Linked DNA regions of Sus scrofa: region 1 is linked to region 2. A link is a contact called in public Hi-C data. All regions are on one chromosome and are shown on one strand. Each heading gives the region's core, a stretch centred on a gene start, on an enhancer-like site or on the middle of the called end of the contact. The rest is flanking DNA. Distances are from core to core; before and after follow the strand shown. Region 1 holds the start of ZBTB9 (zinc finger and BTB domain-containing protein 9). Region 2 holds the start of ZBTB22 (zinc finger and BTB domain-containing protein 22).

Region 1 (4,719 bases), core at 1,621-4,120, 78 kb after region 2:
GGGCGAGAGCCTCTTCTCCCCGGCCTCAGGAGATGTAACAGCTCTGCAGGTGAGGACAAACTAGGAGGATGCGGGTGGGGGTGTCCTGGGAGGCGGGGTGGATGTGGCTTAAGGAGTGGGTTGGCTGTGGGGGAGCCACTGCTAGGGGGCTGGCACCCAGGCCCCCGCGAAGCGTCTCAATAAGTCCGCGCTCCACTCTTTGGTGTCTTGCAGGAGAGGCAGCTTCCCCCCTTGGGTCCAGCAAACCCGCGTGTGACGCTGGCACCCCCTTGGAACGGCCTGGCCCCCCCAGCCCCGCCCCCCCACCCCGGCTGCAGATCACCGAGAACGGCGAGTTCCGAAACACCGCAGAACACTAGCCCACCCAGCATCACAGGCTCCCCGTGCACCCCACCCTGGAGCAGCACCCACCACCAGGACCGGACGTCGCCGAGGGACCTCGGGATTGCCTCCCTGAAGGGCCCCTGGGGGCACCTGGCCCCACCCCCACTGCACCATCTCCAGGAGGGAGAGCAGGAACCCTTGGCTGCCCCCTTTTCCTTCCTGTTGGGGTGCTGCCCCTTTGACCCCCAGGACACCACCTACCCCATACAGACCCCTTCACTCTGGGGTGCTATCCCCATCCTCTGCCTCAATAGTCCCCTGAGCACTGGGGGACACCCTCGCCCCACCCTGGGGGCGTGGCACCTCCAAACTTTCAACTTCAGGGTGATTTTTTAGCAGTAACCAGAGCTGACAATCTAACTCCCCTCCACCGCCCCATTTTGGCCTCCCCTGTCCCCCTTGTTATGGGGAGGGGACCCCGGGTGAGGGGGCCCTGTTACCCCTTGATTTCTCAGGAGCGTCTGGGGGGGCTCAGCACGCACAAACCCCTTCTCCTCTTCCCACTCTCAAATTTACTTCCTCCCCACCCAGAACCCAGATGGGGTGGAGGGGCCACCGGGGCAGGGAGGGGGCGGCCAGGGGGGAATGGGGGTGGTCTCCCCTTCTTCCCATACCTGATCTGCTCTTGGCTGGTCCCAGAGCGGGGTGAGGGGGCTTATGCCCCCCCCTCCCCCAGTGTGTTGGGTGGGGCACAGTTGAGGTTAGGGTGAGGGGTTAGGGTTTGGGAGGGGGTGTCTGTAGGGGAGAACTCCCCTGGCACACACAGCCCCCCTGCCCCTGCCCCTCTCTGCTTGGTCTCTACTCCCAGGGGGAGGGGGAACTTACTCTAGGAAAAGCCATGTCTCTCTCCCCCAGGGTGGGGGAACCTGTGTTGGAGGAGGGGTGTTGGGGGCCCCCTTCCATGACTCTGTCCCCGGGGGGGAGGCAGGACTGGGCTGGGCTTCCCTCTCATCCTCCCCCCCCTCCCCAATCCCCTTCCTCCTCCCTCCCGCCAGCTCCACAATTTTTCGGTGTTTCTCTGTACATAGCTCTCTGGCGGGATAGGGGAGGTAGGGTGGATGGGGTTTGGGGGGGCTAGGTCACAGGAGGGAAGAGGCCCCTCCTTGGCATCCCCTTTTCCCCGACTGCCGCCCCCTCCCCAGCCTAGTCCCTCACCCCTTCTTGCGTTTGGTATTGAGACTCTTCCCAGACTCCACTCTTCTTTCTTTTGTATGGACAGTTCCCCTTCAGTCCCATCCCCTACACACCTACACCCAGCCGGGGCCAAATTTATACTTATATAAAAGTTGTAAATATGTGAAATTTTATCCCTGTGCCCTTTCCTCGCTTTCCCAACCTCAGATCCTACCCCTGGACTCCCCCTTCCTCTTCTCTTTGGCTGTTGTAATTATCTGGGGTTTGTACTGTACATATCCGGGGTGTGTGTGTGTGGGCTGGGGGCGACCCCTCTGTACAGAGCTTCCTGGCCCCCTGCCCCCCAGACTTTCCTCCCCACCCACACCCTAAGGGTAGGAGATATTCTTCCTACCTGTTTTATTTTGTTTTCTCGTTCTCCCTCCCCACCCCACCCTACCCCCAGACTACTCTATCCCCCACCACTGCCTCTTTTTCTCCACTCCCAGCCCCATTTCCTTTTTTTCTGGAGTGTGTGGTGAAACAAAAATCATGTTTAATAAACGGAGATTGTTCTTTTATCGCTGCGCTGACTTTCCTAGGCCGGGACCTCTAGGAGGACCAGCAGAGCGATAGGATCTGCTTTTTGAAGGGAATGTTGACAGCCTGGGAGCAACTCTATGTCCCTGCGTGGTGCCACAGGCTTCCCCTAGGATATCCCTATCCCAACCAGCGAGGAGACTTACTGTCTGAGGGAGGGGGCTTTGCACTGGCCCAGCTTACCCAGTCCATCTCCCCTCACCACTGCACCACTTAACCCGAGTAAAGAGGTCAAGGAACATAGCATTCCCTTATAAAAGATGCCAAGTATATGTTTACGCACACCTCAAAACAATCACCTAGAAAGGGAAATTTATTTAACTGCTGGTTAGAATGCTCCCGTGCGTAATGGGGAAAAGACTGTGGTTCCTTGGCGGATCTGGGTTCCAACCCCAGGCCCGCCGCTCGCGATTTCCCCCGAGGAGACTCAGGATTGGCAACACCTATCTCGCAGGTGGCCGGGGGCGAGGGTACAAGGTGATGGGGAGCATTCCCTAGCCCATACTGCGGGTGCCACTTGGTCGCGCCCTCTCAGCACCTGCCGGAGGGGGGCGCTACATCTAATTACCGGAAAGGCTCCCGGGTCGCTCACTCCGTCGGGGTGCGCCGTTCTGCGGCTGGGCCTCCAGACCTGCCGTCCGGGTGGAAGCCGCGGTCTCCCACCCTCATCGCCCTCTCCCGTACAACCAATCAGTGCGAGGCTTGTAGATCGGCGCTCCCCGATTGGCTGCAGCTCCGGCCCCGCCCTCTGCGTCGGCGTCCGGCGGGGAGGCGGCGACTTCCGGTCGGGGCGGCGAGGTGGCTGTAGAGGCGCTCGGGACGCCGCGGGGGCCGCGTGTGTAGCGGCGGGGGCGTGGCGGCGGGAACTTGGCCGGCGCTCGTGGTCTCCCCGGCGGCGACCGCCTGGGAGCCGGGCAGTCTGAGCGCACGAGTGGGAGCGAAGCGGCGGGCGGGAGCCGACCCGGCCGGCGATCCCGGCTCGTGGCCGAAGGATTCATCCCCCCCCAGGCCTTGAGGTTAAAGCCGCGGTCGGTGCTTTGGCGTGGAGACTGTTTTGGCTTCCTCTGCGGGGCAGTGCGGGGGCATTCGGGGAGACGCGGTGCCCCCAGCACGGCTCCCGCGACCCTTCTCTCCTTCCTAGCGTCCGTCCCGCGCCGGCCTGCCCCGTCGCCTGTACGCGACCCTCGGAGATCTCTTACCCACGAGGCCATGGCTGCCTCGACGCCTGTGCCTCCCGGGGCCCCCTCCCCCGCCTGCAACCCTGCCCCGCGGACGATCCAGATCGAGTTCCCCCAGCACAGCTCCTTGCTGCTGGAAGCCCTGAACCGCCACCGGCTGGAGGGGAAGTTCTGTGACGTGTCCCTCCTGGTTCAGGGCCGCGAGCTTCGGGCACACAAAGCAGTGCTGGCGGCTGCCTCTCCTTACTTCCATGACAAGCTGCTTTTGGGGGATGCGCCACGGCTCACTCTGCCCAGTGTCATTGAAGCCGATGCCTTCGAGGGGCTGCTGCAGCTCATTTATTCAGGGCGCCTCCGTCTGCCACTGGATGCCCTCCCAGCCCACCTGCTTGTGGCCAGTGGCCTCCAGATGTGGCAGGTAGTAGATCAGTGCTCAGAAATTCTTAAAGAACTGGAGAACTCAGGTGGTGGACTTTCAGCCCGGGCAGCCACCCCTTTCCACGCACTTCTTTCCACCACAGCCTCTCCAGGAGGCTGGTGCATTCGCTCTTCCTCTTTCCAGACCCCAGCGCAGGCTTCGGCTTCTACTGAGAGCCCCGTCGTAGGGGACGGCAGTGAACTGGGAGAGGTGTTGCAGATTCAAGTGGAGGAAGAGGAGGAGGAGGAAGAAGAGGAGGAAGAGGAGGGCCAGAGGTCGGCAGCATCCTCTCAGACTCCGCAGCCTCCAAGAGCATCAGGGAGCTTTCCCCGCCCTCCTGGATCCCACACGCTGCCCACATCCAGTACTCCACGCAGGCTTCCAGAGGGTGACAGCGCTCTGCTGGAGCCTCCTGCCCCTCACACTGCGCTGCCCCCCAAGATATTCTACATTAAGCAGGAACCCTTTGAGCCCAAGGAGGAGATAGTAGGAGGCGGAACGCAATCTGGAGGATCGAAGGAAGAGACCGGAGTGCTTCCTGCAGGGGACGTGGAAGGGAACGGGGAGCTGGGCTTCTTGCTGCCCTCAGGCGCAGGGTCAACATCGGGAGGAGGAGGTCCATCCTGGAAGCCGGTGGATCTTCATGGGAATGAAATCCTGTCGGGGGGTGCGGGCCCTGGGGGAGCAGGGCAGGCTGTGCATGGGCCTGTGAAGCTGGGGGGGGCACCGCCTGCAGATGGAAAGCGCTTTGGCTGTTTGTGTGGGAAGCGGTTTGCGGTGAAGCCGAAGCGTGACCGGCACATCATGCTGACCTTCAGCCTTCGGCCCTTTGGCTGTGGCGTCTGCAACAAGCGCTTCAAGCTGAAGCACCATCTGACGGAGCACATGAAGACCCACGCAGGAGCCTTGCACGCCTGTCCCCACTGCGGCCGTCGGTTCCGAGTGCATGCCTGTTTCCTTCGCCACCGAGACCTGTGCAAGGGCCAGGGCTGGGCCACTGCTCACTGGACGTACAAGTGACTGCTG
Region 2 (4,577 bases), core at 1,008-3,507:
CTCTCATAGGGGCCAAAGTCATTGGAGGACTCACAGAAATTGACCTGCTCCTCTCCCTTGTCTGGAGGCTCAGACAGGGTCCGGACATCACTAATGCTAAGGGTCGTCTCAGGTTCTCCCCCTGGTGGAACATGGGAGCCACCCCCCAGCTCTTCATCTTCATCATCCTCACAGGTCAACACCAAGTCTTCCTCCTCCTCATCTTCCTCCAGGTCTGGGTCTTGGGGAGCCAGGGGTGCTGGTGCGGGGCAGGTTCCACCCCGCTTCACGTACACCCAGTGTTTCTGTGGTACGATGCTGGGGGGTGCATAGACCGGCCGCCGGAGCCCAGCCCCAGGGACCACCGCCCCCCTCCCATCCCCGCCATCATCACACAGCTCATCTGCCTCCAGCAGCAGCTTCCCAGAGGTAGCCCCTCCACTGCCAACCACCGGGGCTGGGAACACAGGGCCACCACCTCGACGCTCCCCGCTGCCCACTGCAGAAGCCGCAAAAGCCTCTTGGGATGAAGAGGAGAAATCAGTGGACTCCCGGGGGCTGAAGTAGTTGCTGCTGCTGGGGGACTGATTCTCACTGGCCCGGCTGGAGGCATGAGAGCGCACGGAGCCCACAGCAGCAGGGGCTACACTGCCCCCACTCCCGGGGGGGACCCCTGCACCAGGGACAGTGACGGATGTTGCTGCAGCAGTAGTGACGGTGGTGGTGGTGGCTGAAGCCCGGCCCTCTCGGAGGAGTTCAGTGCACTTGTCCACGATGTGCCACATCTGGAGCACAGACCCCACTGTGAGGAAGTTGACAATGTCGGCAGCGGCCATGCTGAGCCGGCCAGTGTAAGCTGAAGCCAACACAGTCTCGAAGGCTCCGGGGTCCATGACGCTGGGCAGTGAGATGGAGGTCATGCCCTTGAGTAAGACCTGGTCGTGGAAATAAGGGGAGGACGCAGCCAAAACAGCACGATGAGCCCTGAACTCCCGTCCCTGCACTCGGATGGACACATCACAGAGCTGGCCCTGCAGCCGCTGTTGATTGAGGGACTCCAGGAGGGCACTGGTCACCTCAGGGAAGGACACGTGTACCACCGCAGCCGCAGGCAGGGGCAGTGGCGGGGGGGCCAGTGATAGAGGCAGAGGGAGTGCGGCCCCACCCGGAGACATAGGAGATGGCTCCATGGTGTGGAGGGGAGGGGTACCCCCCAGCCACAGGAACAAGGGGAGGAGGAGGGCGGCCGGGGGGGTCTCTGGAAAGGAAAAGAAAGAAGAAAGATAACATCTCATAATGACACAGCCCTGTACAGTTTAAAAGCTTGTTCGCACTTATTCTCCAAGTAACTTCCCACAACGACACTGTAAGGTGGGTATTCCTGTCAACCCCACTTGACGGATGAGGAAACTGAGGCTCAGAAAGAGTAAGAGATTATCCAAGGTCACACTAGTAAGGGGCAGCGCCCACAAATGCAGGTGTTCTAACTGCAAATCCAGTGCTCCTTCCTTGTAGGTTAAGAGAAACAAGAAGCTCTTGGGGAGCTGGGTGCCTCCCTTCAGAAATTCACAATTGCCTGAGAGCTTGAGTTTCCAAAATTTACCCTTTTGGAGTTTTGTACCTTTTCCTTGGTAGGGGCGCAGGTCAGCTCTCAGTATTGAAAACCACCGCTCTCTCCATTTCCCTTTAGGCTAAGACCCCTGGATCTTTTGCCGGCCACGCCCCTTGCCCCCAGTTATCGCTAACCACGCCCGTTTTCGACCACGCCCACCATAGACCCGCCCCCACGGCCTTTTGGCTCCGCCCCCTGTGTACCCCCGCCCACATCGGACTCCGCCCCCCTCTGCTCCGCCCCAAGCGCTACAACGATCTCCTCTCCCACCCGGAAGGCGCCCCCCAACCCCGCGCGTCCCCGCTTACCGGGCCGCGCGCCCCCGGGCCCCCCGCCCCTCACTCGGCGGCCAGAGCCGCAGCCCGGGCCCCTCCCGCCGCCATCTTGCGCCGACTCCCTCCGCCCTCCGCCTCCGCTTCGCCTCCCGCCTCTCCGGCTTTAAAGGCACAAGCCGGCACCCCGCCCGAGCCGCTGGGCAATACTCGGCCGACTCGGCCACTTCTCCTTTAACGAACCACGGCCTCATTCCATCTTAAAGGTACCGGGTCTCTTCCGCCGCTGGGGGCTCAGGACACGGTTCGGCCGAGGCTCTCCTTCCCCTTTAATTCCGTAAGCCTGCCTCTTCCCAGTGGCAAGGAGTCCAGGCCCTCGCCGCCTGGCCCCGCCCCTGTGCTGTGGTCATTAGCGGGACTGTGGGATCTCCTCGCAGTGGCCTCCTAGCTTGACAGTCCCCCAAGCCCCGCCCCACACAGGCCTGGATTGGCCGACTCACTCCGAGTCGGCCCCCTGATTGGCCGCCCCGAGTGGGAAAGTAAAGTCCGCCTCGAGTCGGGCGGAGGGCGCGGGGTCCATCCGTCCCAGGCCTGAGACTAGACAGCCGCCAGGGCAAGACAAGGAAGACATGGGTACCATAAGAAAAGAACTTTATTGTTTATTAATGTTTCTGTGTAAAACTTAAGCTTTGTGTTTTTAAAAGAAACCACCAAACGGGGACCAGCTCAGTGCCTCCTGCCTCCATCCTCTGTCCCGAGCGCAGTGGAGCAGGGAGCGCGGGGGCAGCTAGTCGGAGTCCGAGAGCACGATGATCTCCTCGGGGTCGCACTGCGTGGCCACACTCATCTGCGGGGAGCGAGACGGTCAGCACGGCCCGGGGCGGAGGGGAGGGCTGCGGTGGGCGCGCCAGGAACCGAGTCGGGGGACAGCTTCCCCTCTCACCTTACAGGTACTGGGTCTGGAGGGCTGGGCCTGGGGGTTCTGGGCCAACCGGGCTGGACATGGGCTAGAGAGGGAGCTGGTCACCAGGCCGTGGCTGGGAGAGTCCACCCTGGTCGAGGAGTCAGCAACCGGAGCCACGGAGGCCAAGGGGGAAGGGGGGCTGGGCAGGGCCCGCGTCCTCTTCCCCTCCTTCTCTCGCACTGCCCTTGGCCTTGCCACGCAGCTGAGGACAGAAACGTATGGTGTGGAGGCTTAGGGCAGCCTGAGGCTGCGAGGCAGCGTCCACTTCTCCCAGCAGCCTGGGCTCCGCAACAGTGCCCTCAGAAAGCCCCCCGCAGGCCCTCCTTGGCTTCCCTCTTGCTCCTCCTTGTGCAGTTACCTGTTTCCTAATGGCCCTGTTTCTCTTGGCTTCTCCCTCCGAGATTTCTTGCAGGGGGGAATGCAGTCCCCCCAGGTGTGTGGAGAGACACCGCCATTGAAGGAAGTGGAGGTGACCATGGCTGCTCCGTTCTCCAGGACAGTGGTGAGGGGCTCCTCGGATGGCTTCCTGGAAGACGACACATCCCTCTCCTCAGGGGACGGGGTAGTATCCAGGGGCAAGGCTTCAATCTCTAGCTCAAAGAGCTGAGACGCAGGGCTCTCCTCCTCCAGGGGCAACTCCTCAAGACGCTCGCCACTGCTTTCAGCATCAATGCTGGAGGGGGCCGGGGGCTCTTCTGACAGTGAAGATGGCGACACCCCAAGTGCTTTGCTTCGCTGCTCCCCTGAAGACCTGCTGATCCCTTTGCCAGGCTCCATGTTCTTCTCAGTGGAGATCTGTAGTGGGGACATGGGGCTCTTATCTCCATCCTTATCTGGAAAAGAAAAGAGGAGAGGATAGAGTAAGAACTAGGGGAAGAGAAGTGCTGAGAGGATGGGAAGGATCTCAGATGATGGGGCTGGTGCCCAACAGTCGAGGGAGCTGACACACGAGAAGACTGTCTTCCTGACATACCTGCTTCCTCCTCCTCCTCCTCCTCCTCCTCTTCATCGTCCCCCTGACCTTCCTGCATCTGTTCCAGATCCTCCTCCTCTTCTTCGGAATCTGTGGCCTCCTCGTCTTCCTCCTCATCCTCCTCCTCTTCTTCCTCGTCCTCCTCCTCCTCCTCATCACTTTCCTCATCTTCCTCATCATCTGTCTCAGCCTTGGAAGTGGTCGAGCACTCCTGGGAGGCCATCCCACTAGGGCCCTTCGGGGGACAAAGGAGTTTCTCTAAGGAATCCCTTGCCCCCTTGAGGGACTGGTTCTTGCATCCCTTCTGCACACTCCGCCATCAGTCCCAAGGACTCCCTCCTGGCCAGTGCAGGGGAAGGACAGGGTCTCTCTCAAGGGTGTGGCCCTTCCATACCTCGCCAGAATCCAAGGAGGCTTTGGGGGGTTCTGCAGAGTGGGCAGAGGTGGCCTGGGGGAGCCGAGCCCTTCTCTTCTGTCTCTCGCCCTCCTCACTCTTGTCTTGCATCATTGCATATTTGGAGATGACCTCATCCAGTCGGCTCATAGCCAAGCTCCGGTTCTCCCGCAGGCGCCGGGCTAGGACAGGATCTGACAGGGCAGGATCGACACCTGCATGGGAAGACATAGGTCAGAGCACTCACCCAGAATCCTAGAAGGAGGGACTCCAGAGAGCTTCCTCCAGCATAGGCCAACACACCAAGGGACTGGGGAGACCCTGCTAAGGCCTACCTGGCCTGTAGTCGTCTGTGAGGTGACAGCCGAAGTTGTAGATGAGAT

Evidence for each region. Hi-C and Micro-C count contacts between places; a contact is called where the count stands out from the background.
Region 1: a contact with region 2 is called in a Hi-C map of liver, with 4 times the contacts expected there. The contact joins the promoter of ZBTB9 here to the promoter of ZBTB22 in region 2. A contact is called at or near these places in 3 of 47 Hi-C or Micro-C datasets (heart right ventricle, liver and skeletal muscle) and 1 of 2 datasets of contacts at active chromatin or transcription factors (alveolar macrophages).

What each region holds. Positions count from the first base shown.
Region 1 is chr7:29,751,859-29,756,577 of Sscrofa11.1, forward strand. It overlaps ZBTB9 (zinc finger and BTB domain-containing protein 9), which reads left to right and starts at 2,871. Exons shown (of 1, transcript XM_003128343.4): 1 at 2,871-4,719. The coding sequence starts at 3,307. The coding sequence ends at 4,713. It overlaps SYNGAP1 (ras/Rap GTPase-activating protein SynGAP), which reads left to right. Exons shown (of 21, transcript XM_003128342.5): 20 at 214-295; 21 at 298-493. The coding sequence ends at 359.
Region 2 is chr7:29,674,357-29,678,933 of Sscrofa11.1, forward strand. It overlaps ZBTB22 (zinc finger and BTB domain-containing protein 22), which reads right to left and starts at 2,258. Exons shown (of 2, transcript XM_001927786.4): 1 at 1,900-2,258; 2 at 1-1,237. The coding sequence starts at 1,169. DAXX (death domain-associated protein 6) reads right to left here. Exons shown (of 8, transcript XM_021098591.1): 3 at 4,530-4,577; 4 at 4,195-4,409; 5 at 3,849-4,035; 6 at 3,186-3,660; 7 at 2,807-3,029; 8 at 2,498-2,710. The coding sequence ends at 2,651.